2 separate regions of the Sus scrofa genome follow, and region 1 is linked to region 2. Evidence: chromatin contacts called from public HiChIP or PLAC-seq data. All regions are on one chromosome and are shown on one strand. The core of a region is the stretch at or near the end of the contact, and the rest is flanking DNA. Distances in the headings are between cores, read along the strand shown. Region 1 has its middle 14 kb from the start of TOMM7. Region 2 has its middle 63 kb from the start of IL6.

Region 1 (5,906 bases), core at 437-2,936, 120 kb after region 2:
GACTGACAGACTTAGAGAACAAACTTAGTGGTTACCAGTTGTGGGGAAGGGGTGGGAAGGTAAGAAGTACAAACTATTGGATGCAAAATAGGATACAAGGATGCATTTCACAATGCATGAAATATACTCAATGCTTTGTAATAAACTGAAAATAGAGTATAACCTTTTAAAATTGTATAAAGATAAAAATTTTTAATTTTTAAATTCAAAATGTTTTCTAACAAGTAAACAAGCAAATAAGTAAATATCAAAAATATATATACCAAAGGAAAGCTTGGGAAAAGATTTTTTTCCAATCTCAAGATAGAAAAAGACTTTGATACAATTCAAAAGGTTTTTTTTTTTTTTTTTTTTTTGCTTTTTAGGGCCCCCCATGCAGCATATGGAAGTTCCCAGGCTAGGGGTCGAATCAGAGCTACAGCTGCCAGCCTATGCCACAGCCACATGTCACATGGGATCTGAGCCGCATCTGTGACCTCACCACAGCTCACGGCAACTCCAGATCCTTAACCCACTGAGCGAGGCCAGGGATCAAGCCTGCGTCCTCATAGATACTAGTTGGGTTCGTTAACCACTGAGCCATGAAGAGAACTCCTCAAAAGGCATTTTTAAAAGTCAATAATTTGATTCATAAAACTCAAAACATCTGCATGGCAAAGATGGTCATAAACAAAGTCAAATGACAAATAAAAAATTGGGGGGAAATGTCTATAATTAATATCACAGGTAAAACCTCCTTAAAATACAAAGTACCTATAAGTCAATATGGAAAAGATCAATACTGCAACAGAAAAAAATGGGCTAAAGGAAACACAAATGGTGCTTTAAAATGTGAAAAAAAGACAAAAAACAATGCTGTACCTCACTCATAAAATGCTAATTTAAACTACAATACATTGTATTTTTATCTGTTTGGAAAGACCAGAAAATTTGATAACAAAGAAGCCACTGAAAGTGTGAACAAACAGAACTTCTCATAGAATCTTGAGAAACCTGGATTCCTAACATCACACCACTCAACCATTCCTAGTATATATGGCTTTATCCTCCTGGTCCACAAACAGCTGTGATCCAGTTATTTCAGATCCAAGAAACACACTTCCCAGAAGTATCACACAACATTTCTTATATCTCAATTATCAACTTATTACTCATAGAGCCACACCTAAATTTCAAGGAGTCTGAGAGCCTTTAACTTAGCCGTAATGTAAGCAAATATCACAATTAGAGAAATAAAACTGACGTTTGATAAGCGACAATATTCTGACATGTCTTCTTCTTTGCTGACCAAATATTCACACACACTAATTCTCATACCCAGAACACAATCAATTACTCCCAGGGAGTCTTATCTAGATATTGCATCCATGGCAAAGTTAGGGAATTCTGGGAAATGTGCACCTCCCATCTGGACTGGATGGCTCTCCAAGGTCCAACAATTCAGTACAAATTAACCGCCCTCAACCTACCCATTATACAAAGGTGGAATAACCTCATTGAAACAGCCATTCAGAAAAGGGAAGGGAAGAAAACCTGCAGTGGTCACGAGTCTGCGGCAATATAAAACTCCACGGAACCGAAACAGACACTTCCTTTCCTGTAAATATTTGGGGCCTTCAGTTCTGCTTTCCAGGAAACTCCTCCTGGACCTCTAATTTTGATCTCTGGGAGCTTCTTTTTGTCCACAGCCTCAACTTCAGTGGGCATTAGGGAACACCAGGGAGCTGTTGACATTTCTTCACTCACTTCCTGTTAGTGGCAGTTTTCTTCAGAAAAAAAAAAAAAAAAATGTATTTTTCCTCCTGTCTCCGTGCCCTTTTTCTTACTTCCTCTTCTGGACTGTCCTTGATAGAAGAGGAAAGAAAGGGCTGCAGTAAAACTCTCCTCATCCCAGTTATCAGTAAAATTCTAAAACTATTATTATTTTTAACTTTTAGTATCTTTGCTTATGGGAAAGAGAACATCAACTCAAACTTCCCTGCAGTTTATCTATGTCGACCTCTAAAAAATTTTTCCACATTTAATTCAAAAATATTTGTCGAGCACCTACCAAGTGCAACACACTAAGGATCCCAGGTTCGAGTAGATCCTGGTCCCCATCTTGGCGTGGTGGTTACAGGGTATACATGACTGGCAGCACTCATCAAACTGTATACATAGATCTGCTCATTTCACTGTTCGTAAAATAGACCTCGATGGAAATGTAGGCTATTCAAGAAAAGACCATAAAATGTTTTTTGTTTTTGCCTTTTTAGGACTGCACCTGCGACATATGGAAGTTCCTGGGCTAAGGCTCGAATTGGAGTTGCAGCTGCCAGCCTATGCCACAGCCACAGCCACGTCAGATCCAAGCCACATGTGCAACCTACACCAGTTCATGCCAACGCTGGATCCTTAACCCACTGAGCGAGGCCAGGAATTGAACCCACATCCTGATGGATACCAGTCGGGTTCGTTACCACTGAGCCACGACAGCAACTCCACAAACAAACAAAAAAATGTTTAGAGTTTCCTATAGCTGGCATAATAATTTCAAATAAGTTAAACTTACGTAAATTTGACTACTCCCTGTGCTATCATATATAGGGCTGTGGATTACAGATAAAAGTAGATGTGCCCTCTCTATGGAACTTGAAGTGTTAATATTTTGTAGTTGCTGTAATTGTCTATTATACCATTTCATCAGTTGTTTTAAGTTACTTTTAAATGTGGCATCTATCAGTAATAACATACTAAGCTTCTAGTGAGCAGACATAGGTTCAAACTCAAGTTTTCTCTGTGATTTGGAAAAAATGACCCAGGCCTGTTTCATCTGCAAAATGGAGATTAGGTCCTACTTCACAGCATTGTTGTGGTGATTAAATGAAAAAAGTGCCAAGTCAGAGTAAACATTCCCGTTCCCACATCATCTCTTTCCAACATCTTTTATTCAGGATTTATTACCAATTATCACTAATGAAGAGAAAAATACTGGCCCTATACAACGATTCCTTTTATAAAAGTTTCCAGTTCTCAAAGCATTTTACACTTAACACATACAACCCCATAATTCATTCATTCATTCATTCATTCTTCTTGGACATCTTCTATATATCAGGACCTGTACTAGCCTCTAAAAATAGAGTCCTGGAGTTCCTGTTGTGGCTCAGTGGTTAACGAATCTGACCAGGAACTAAGAGGTTGAGGGTTCGATCCCTGGCCTTGCTCAGTGGGTTAGGGATACCGCGTTGCTGTGAGCTCTGATGTAGGTCGCAGAAACAGCTCAGATTCCTATTGCTATGGCTGTGGCGTAGGCCAGCGGCTACAGCTTCGATTAGACCCCTAAGCCTGGGAACTTCCATATGCTGTGGGTGCGGCCCTAGAAAAGACAAAAAAAGACCAAGAAAGTAAAAATAAAAATACATATATATATAAATACAGTCCTGTGTTTACGGAACTTACATTCTAAAAGCGAGAGATAAGATTATTCATATACATATATTTTAAAGGTGGGTAAAAGTTCTTTGAGGAAAAGTAAGATAAGGTTAAAGAGAATGAGCCACAGCTACAGTGGCTCAGGGGTTAACGAATCTCACTAGGAACCATGAGGTTTCGGGTTTGATCCCTGGCTTTGCTCAGTGGATTAAGGATCCGGTGTTGCTGTGAGCTGTGGTGTGGGTCGCAGATGCGGCTTGGATCCCGCATGGCTTTGGCTGTGGCTGTGGCTGGCGGCTACAGCCCCGATTCGACCCCTAGCCTGGGAACCTCCATATGCCGCAGGAGCAGCCCAAGAAATGGCAAAAAAAAAAATTAATTAAAAAAAAAAAAAGATGGGAGTTCCCGTCGTGGCGCAGTGGTTAACGAATCTGACTAGGAACCATGAGGTTGCGGGTTCGGTCCCTGCCCTTGCTCAGTGGGTTAACGATCCGGCGTTGCCGTGAGCTGTGGTGTAGGTTGCAGATGCGGCTGGGATCCCGCGTTGCTGTGGCTCTGGCGTAGGCCGGTGGCTACAGCTCCGATTAGACCCCTAGCCTGGGAACCTCCATATGCCGCGGGAGCGGCCCAAGAGATAGCAACAACAACAACAAAAGACAAAAAAGACAAAAAAAAAAAAAAAAAAAAAAAAAGAAAACAATAAATTAATTAAGAAAAAAAAAAAAAAAGAAGAGAATGATGGGCCAAACCTACATACGACCAACAGGCACATAAAAAGATGCTTAACAACACTAATTATTAAGAGAAATGCAAATCAAAACTACTAGTTCAGAACAGCCATCATCAAAAAGTCTACAAATAATAAATGCTGGAGAGGGTGTGGAGAAAAGGGAACCCTCCTACACCATTGTTGGGAATGTAAATTGGTGCAACCTCAATGGAGAATAATACGGAGTTTCTTTAAAAAAAAAAAACTAAAAATAGAGTTAGCATATGATCCAGCAATCCCACTCCTGGGCATCTATCTGGAAAAAAAAATTTTTTTAAAGATACATGCAACCCAATGTTCATAGCAGCTCTATTTCCAAGAGCCAAGACATGAAAGCAACCTAAGTATTCATCAACAGATGAATGGTAAAGAAGATGTAGTATACTACTCAGCCATAAAAAAGAATGAAATAACACCATCTGCAGCAACATGGATGGATCAAGAGATTACCACACTAAGTGAAGTAAGTCAGAGAAAGACAAATATCACATGGCATCACTTATATGTGGAATCTAAAAAAAAAAATACAAATTAATTTATTTACAAAACAGAAATAGACTCGGAGACATAAAAGAAAACTTGCAGTCACTGAAGAGGAATGTGGAGGGGATGATAAATTAGGAGTTCAGGCTCAACAGATATACTACAATATACAAAATAGATAAGAACCTACTGTATAGCACAGGGAACTATATTCAGTATCTCATAATAACTTACAATGGAAAAGAACTTGAAAAAGAATATACATTCACACATAGATATACATTTGTTTGTGTGTGTATATATATATATACTGGAACCACTTTGAAACTAATACAATATTGTATTAGTACATCTGAAACTAATACAATATTGTAATTCAACTACACTTCAGTTAATAATTAATTAACTCAGTTAATTATTAATTCAGTTAATAATTTGTTTGTGTGTGTATGTATATATACTGGAACCACTTTGAAACTAATACAATATTGTATTAGTACATCTGAAACTAATACAATATTGTAATTCAACTACACTTCAGTTAATAATAAAAAATAAAAAAGAATTATGGAGAGACAAGGCAGGTGTAGTTTGCTGTTTTACATAAGGGTCAAAGACATAGTCTCTGAAAGACGGTAGTTGGGCACAGACTACAATAAAACCACATGTGTGGGTATCTGGGAGGGGTGCCAGCAGAGAGAACAGCTAATTCAGACTCCAAAGTGAGAACACGCCTGGTCTTTCTGAAGGACAAGAGATCAAAACAGCAAGAGTGCAAGTGAACATGGAAGAAGAATCCTGGGTAATGAAGAGATCAATGGCACATGAAACTAGATTATAGTTTTGTAGGTTATTGAAAATAAGGATTTGGGGATTTACTCTCAGTGAGGTAGGAAACCATTGGCGAGCTTTGGTCAGGGTGTGATGTGACCTTACTATTAAAAGGATCACTCTGGATATGCTGTGGAAAAGAGACTTTAATGCGTATGGGGAAGCAAGAGGGCCACTCTAAGTATAGGACAGTATTCTCAAATCTGAGTTGTCTCACTCACCTACAGGACTTTAAACGCAGACTGATCACACAAAAAGATGTTCACAAATGTTCCTAGCAGTTTTATCCATAACAGCTAAAAAATGGAAACTCAAATGTCCTCCACATATATATATATATACCATTGACTACTCCTCAGCAACAAAAAGGAATAAACTGGATAAACACAAAACCTCAAATCTATGCTAA
Region 2 (5,582 bases), core at 1,111-3,610:
ACCAAAAGGCCTCTTTGGAAGCATATAAAGAAACTCTCATATCCTGCAGCCAGAGGGCAGAAAAAGCTGAACCTCAGATCTAGGACTTAGTTATAAGAACAGCAGAGCCCCAGAAGAGATTGAATTCTCACTTCACAACTTGTTCCACATCAGAAGCTGGCTGGTTCCTTTGGCCCAACCAGTACTCAATTTCCCTATACCTGAATATATAATTCAGTTGTTGGCTGAGCCCCCACGCATCGCAGTGGGAAAGCCAAGTGGGAGCCTCTGAAACTGGCCTTCCCCACTCCAGCCAGAATAATAAACTGAAAACAGTATCCAATCCCGAGGGAAAAGGCAGATCTCAAAGATGCAGGGTGATGATCCCTATCACATTGCCATTTAACTCACCAAGCTGGCCTCTACAGAAGCCAGGTGGGTCAAGGAGAAGGACTGTGGACTAGTGCAAACTCCATTATGCATGAGCCGATTGCAGCAGCTATGCCAGCAGTGCTATCTTGACTAGGGCTGATTCAGATCACCTCAGGTACATAACTTGAAGTTAAGGATCCGAAAAATGCATTCTTTTCCAGTTTTATCAGAAAGAAGATCAGAAACAGTTCTCCTTCACTTGGGACGGACAACAGTGTACAAAGACAGCCTTGCCCCAGGGTGTGTTAACTCCCCCACCCTAGGTCAAAATACAGTCCCAAGAACCCTGGCCCCCTGGACATCCTGCAGAACATCATATTGGTCCACTCAACCGATGACAGTATGTGATTTGGACCTGAGGAGCAAGAAGTGGCAAGTATGTCGGAGGCCTCAGTAATACATGTGCCCTTCAGATGGGAGGAGAAAAATGCTACAAAGATTCAGTGCCTCCCGGCATTGTTGGTGACCCAGTAAGTTTGCCATTAAAGGATAAGGTGTGGTTGCCACCCAGTTACGTCATTGTTCATACCAAGAGAACAGCAGGCAAGGAAAGGAGTCAGCATTCCAGCATGAATAACTGACTCTGAAAATCAGGAAGTGATAGGGCTGCTTTTACAACTGGAGAACAAGGAAGACTATATTTGGCACCCAGATATTGGATGTCTCTTATTGGAAAATGGATAAGTACAGCAGCTGCAGCCTATTTTGCACCCCCCAAGTAAGCCACTTGGTGTGTTACCCAGATTTACTACCCCCTTCGGAGCTCAAGCACTTGTTTCCCTCGCCCAATAGGAGTGATGGCCTCTGCAGTTAGCTGCTGAGTCCCTCTCCAGACCTCACTCACTGCTGAAGAGTTTCTTTGCCTAAGATCACACCCCCTTCCTGGGAACAGCACATCCAATGACTGGTCAATGTGGGGACCTAAGACCCACCCCTTTGTCTCAATTCAGGGTAAATCTAAAGGGGTATTGCAGCTGCACAGCCACCCAAGGGCTTAAATTAAACTGTATCACAGTTCACCTCTCCCTCAACCAATCATGCGATCTCCACTTTCCCAAAGGTATTGACCCCAATAACCTTCCTGCATGCAAACTTCCTCTCATAATCTGTGTCCCAAGGAACCTGAGCTGCAATACACGCATTACTGCATTGTCTAATTTGCTTCTCACCATTGCTATGATGTTGTCCTTTCCACTCATATCTTTACTATTATCCCGATCTTACAGGGGAAACTCAAGTTCTAAGAGCTTTGGTAACCTTGAACTCTCCCTTGTTCTAGACCTATACTCTTAACCAGCATAGGTAAGCAAACTCTAATCCTAGTTCTAGAATCAATACCCCCCTGGATGAGACTCTGGGTACAGCCAGTCAAGCACTAACTCTTAGAATGTCTCTTTGCATCGTGGACCTACCTGCAAGTTGCAGAGGAAGGAGGGAAGGATCGTCTGTGACCCAGCTCCCCGCTCCAGGCTCTGTAAGCCGCCCCTCTATTGCTGTGAGTTCCCGGGGTCGTCTCTCATGAGTTTAGAGCTCTCTCTTGTGCTGGTGACTCTGTGCAGAGGAGGTCCCCACCATGGCCAGCTGCTACTCCCAGCCCAGTGGGTCCCAAATTTCAAGGTAACTGGAGCAGCCCACATGCACAGTGATATTGGGCCTAAGAATTCAGTGGTTTACTAGGTCACATGTGGCTGGAAAGTTACATAACTGCAGAGATCACCCAGGTCTGCTTCAGGTCTTTTCTCTCTCCACCCACCAGCTCTCTGTCCCTCTCTTGAGTAGGGCCCTTTCACCCAGCCCCCCACCCCAAGTTCCAAGGTGACAGTACTAGATGGAGGAAATGCTGAATGGGAATGTGGCTAAAACTGTCTCCACTATGACAGAGGGATAGCTTGTCATCTACTTCTGCAACCTCATTCTCAGCTTATTCTCTGAGCAGTATCTTAGACAACATCTGGACTCCCATCAACTTCCCATCAACTTGGCACGTATGCAACGTGCATAAGTAACTAGGAAGGGCAATGGAGCGTGTTTAGTCATTTTGCATAAGAACTTCCCTTGCACAACTTCTATATATAACTCATTTGGCAACCCCCTTTTCTACCCATTAAGGTGCCAGCATCGACCACGTTCTTAGGAGAGCTCACAGTCCTTCCGCCTTGGGCTCCCTGAGGCAATGGAAAGAAAATTCCAGGTATTGCTTTCCCCTACTCCTTATATCCACATCCTTAGCTTGTCTCTTATCATTCTCAGTCAAGGTTCTTCTGCCTAGGAAGGTCTGTCTCCTTCCCTCTACTGACTTGTTCAGCTCATTCCTGCCCTTGTTCTGGTGTCGGGCCATTTTCCACCTTCCTCCTCGCAGGAGGATCTCCTTGACACCTGCAGTATTCTGTATGCACTGCATCCCCCCAAGACACCATCCCTAAGGGACTTTGTCCCACTCCCCACACTCACAAAGCCTTATCAGCATGTGCTTGTACAGATGTTGCACTCAGCTTGGCAGTTTTCAGTGGCGTCTGATCCAGTTTCAGAGTCAGAATACTGTTAACTCTGTCATTTATGGGAATGTGATCCTAGAGAAGTCCCTTAACTTCTCCAAGCTTCACTATCCTCCAAGAGTAAAAGCTATGCAGCAAGTCTGTGGGGAGAACAAACGAGGTGACGTAATGGGAGGTGACTTTAAATGTTCAAGTGTTACACAAGTGTTACTTGATCATTACTGTGTTGTTTCTCCCCAATGCCCTCTGAAGCCACATCTTTTACTTCCTTCCTAACTCTCTCCTGGGTCATACACAGTGCCAAGAACACCCTAGGCTAATATTAAATGCAGAGTTAAGAATGAATAAAAGGAGTTCCCATCGTGACGCAGTGGTTAACACATCCAACTAGGAACCATGAGGTTGCAGGTTTGGTCCCTGCCCTTGCTCAGTGGGTTAAGGATCCCGCGTTGCAGTGAGCTGTGGTGTAGGTTGCAGATGCGGCTCGGATCCCGCGTTGCTGTGGCTCTGGCTTAGGCTGGTGGCTACAGCTCTGGATTCGACCCCAGCCTAGGAACCTCCATATGCCGAGGGAGCGGCCCAAGAAATAGCAAAAAAAAAAAAAAGAATGAATAAAAGAAAACCGACCCCTAGCCTGGAAACTTCCACGTGCCATGGGTGCGGCCCTAAAAAGCAAAAAAGACCAGAAAACCACTTGCCCAACAGGATGAAGGCAGAAGAGTAACCATATTAAATCTTATTGTAGCTATTGTTCCACAGAGTGGATCTAGAACTTGCTATGCACGGAAACACCCTGAGAAGGATTGAAAATTTATTTGCATCCCACCTTGCAAATCTACACTGAGAGGAAGAGGAATAGCATTAAAACACTTCCATTCCTCATTCCAACATGGGGCCAACATTGCTAACAAGGGGCCGGTTAGCCTCTGGAACTCTTGTTAGCCTCTCTCCAAAAGACTGCCACCTTTACACACCCAGCTTTTTATATCCCCCTTAAAAAGATCTTTTTTTTTATCTCCATAGTATGATCAGTTCCTCTTCAACATCTGATGCAACACTTAGTGTTTTCCATTGCTTTCTAGCTGTGTCAGATTTCCCTAGAAGACAGAAATGAAAGTGATGACTAAGAAGATTGCACTTAAAATTCAAATTTTTGACCTACGCATTGATTTCCCCACCCACCCCTCCCATTCCTATCTCCTTGCCTTCTGAAGGGGGAAATTACCATTTTTACAGAGGGTAAAACCTTCAGCATGCAACATTACATGTAGACTTGCAGTCTTAAGCTACAAATTTAGTTCATTTACTTGAAATCATTCAAAGCAGAACCTACTCAGAGAATTCAGACTTCTTTTTCTATGTCTCTGACCATCTTCCAAAGAGACAGAAAGAGCCAGAAATATACCAGTTACAGTCGATTTCCCCTCCATCACTTAGAAACAATTAGGCATTTACCTTATCAACTCCACATCGGCATGTATTCTATATACAGTCTTGCCTACAAGTCGAATTATTGAAAACGCCGCATGTGGAATGCAGAAAGACATTGTGCATGAAAAGAAGAAAAATGAGGCGGGGAATAAATAATAAAATGGAGTGGTTCTTCAGACTATCTCAACAGACACAGAATATTTCCCTCACAGAAACAGGATGAGATTTCTCAATTGGGTTTTTTGTTTTTTAATGACCCAAACTTGAGTAATACAGTCAGTACTTTGATAACTATCTAAGATAATTAAATGGTTATGGTGACGTGTCATTGTGGCCCATTTTCCAATGCAGTCTGTTCCAAATATGCTCACTCTTAAATCAAAATCACCTACAGTTGAGCAAACATCTTATCCCCATTCTCAACCCAAAGGCAAATTCTCTCATCTACCAAGCTAGCAAAAAATAAATCAGTAGCTGGCCCAAACTGTCACTGAGGGACTCTTTCGGAAGGAGGAATGGTACCCCTCTGGTGTTGGTCAGTGCATGTTGCAGGAGCTCTACACTTCCTCAATATATTTATTGAAATCCAGACACTGGAACTAGAAAACTGATCAAAACCACCCCTAAACAGAAGTTCATGCTCTCAGATTGACCAATTAGCAGGTAATTTTTTTATTTTATTTATTTATTTTTAGTCTTTTGTCCAGTTTAGGGCCGTACCAGCGGCATATGGAGATTCCCAGGCTAGGAATCGAATTGGAGCTGTAGGTCCTTGCAAGTTTTTCTTTCCTTTTTCTTTTTTCAGCTGCCCCTTGGCATATGGATGTTCCTAGGCCAGTGATCGAATCCAAGCCAGGGCTGCAACCTACAGCACAGTTGCAGCAACACTGGCTCTTTAACCCTAACCCACTGCGTCAGGCCGGGGATGGAACGGTTGCCTCTACAGAGACAAAGCTGGATCATGAACCCACTACACCACAGTGGGAACTCTAGCCCTTGCAAGCTTTACTGCAGCTCACTTTGTTCCTTCCAAACATGAGGACTCAGAAATGACTCCATTGTTGTGACGGGGTGCGGGTAGGGTGGGGATCTGCCACCGGAGCAGAGGAAATCACCATCGCTTCCTCAGAATCCCCTTCTCCCCCCTACTAAGCCTAAGAGCTTTGATGTGGGGCCAAGCCCTTCTCTCCTTCCACATCCTCATCTCTCCCAGCTAGTTCTTCACTTTACCTCCCTCTGACTTCT

What was found. HiChIP or PLAC-seq counts read pairs in DNA pulled down with a chosen protein or histone mark.
Region 1: an H3K27ac HiChIP or PLAC-seq map of alveolar macrophages shows a contact between it and region 2. The contact joins two enhancer-like sites. A contact is called at or near these places in 1 of 5 promoter capture datasets (fetal skeletal muscle) and 1 of 2 datasets of contacts at active chromatin or transcription factors (alveolar macrophages).

What each region holds. Positions count from the first base shown.
Region 1 is chr9:91,561,740-91,567,645 of Sscrofa11.1, forward strand. No RefSeq gene overlaps it. Among named protein-coding and RNA genes, the nearest start is that of TOMM7, 14 kb to the right of the region's middle. Within about 2 kb of position 1,687, at least 2 of the 83 cell types and tissues checked have an H3K27ac peak or open chromatin away from gene starts, as enhancers often do. A contact at or near this core is called in alveolar macrophages, where this site is marked.
Region 2 is chr9:91,440,446-91,446,027 of Sscrofa11.1, forward strand. No RefSeq gene overlaps it. Among named protein-coding and RNA genes, the nearest start is that of IL6, 63 kb to the right of the region's middle. Within about 2 kb of position 2,361, at least 9 of the 83 cell types and tissues checked have an H3K27ac peak or open chromatin away from gene starts, as enhancers often do. A contact at or near this core is called in alveolar macrophages, where this site is marked.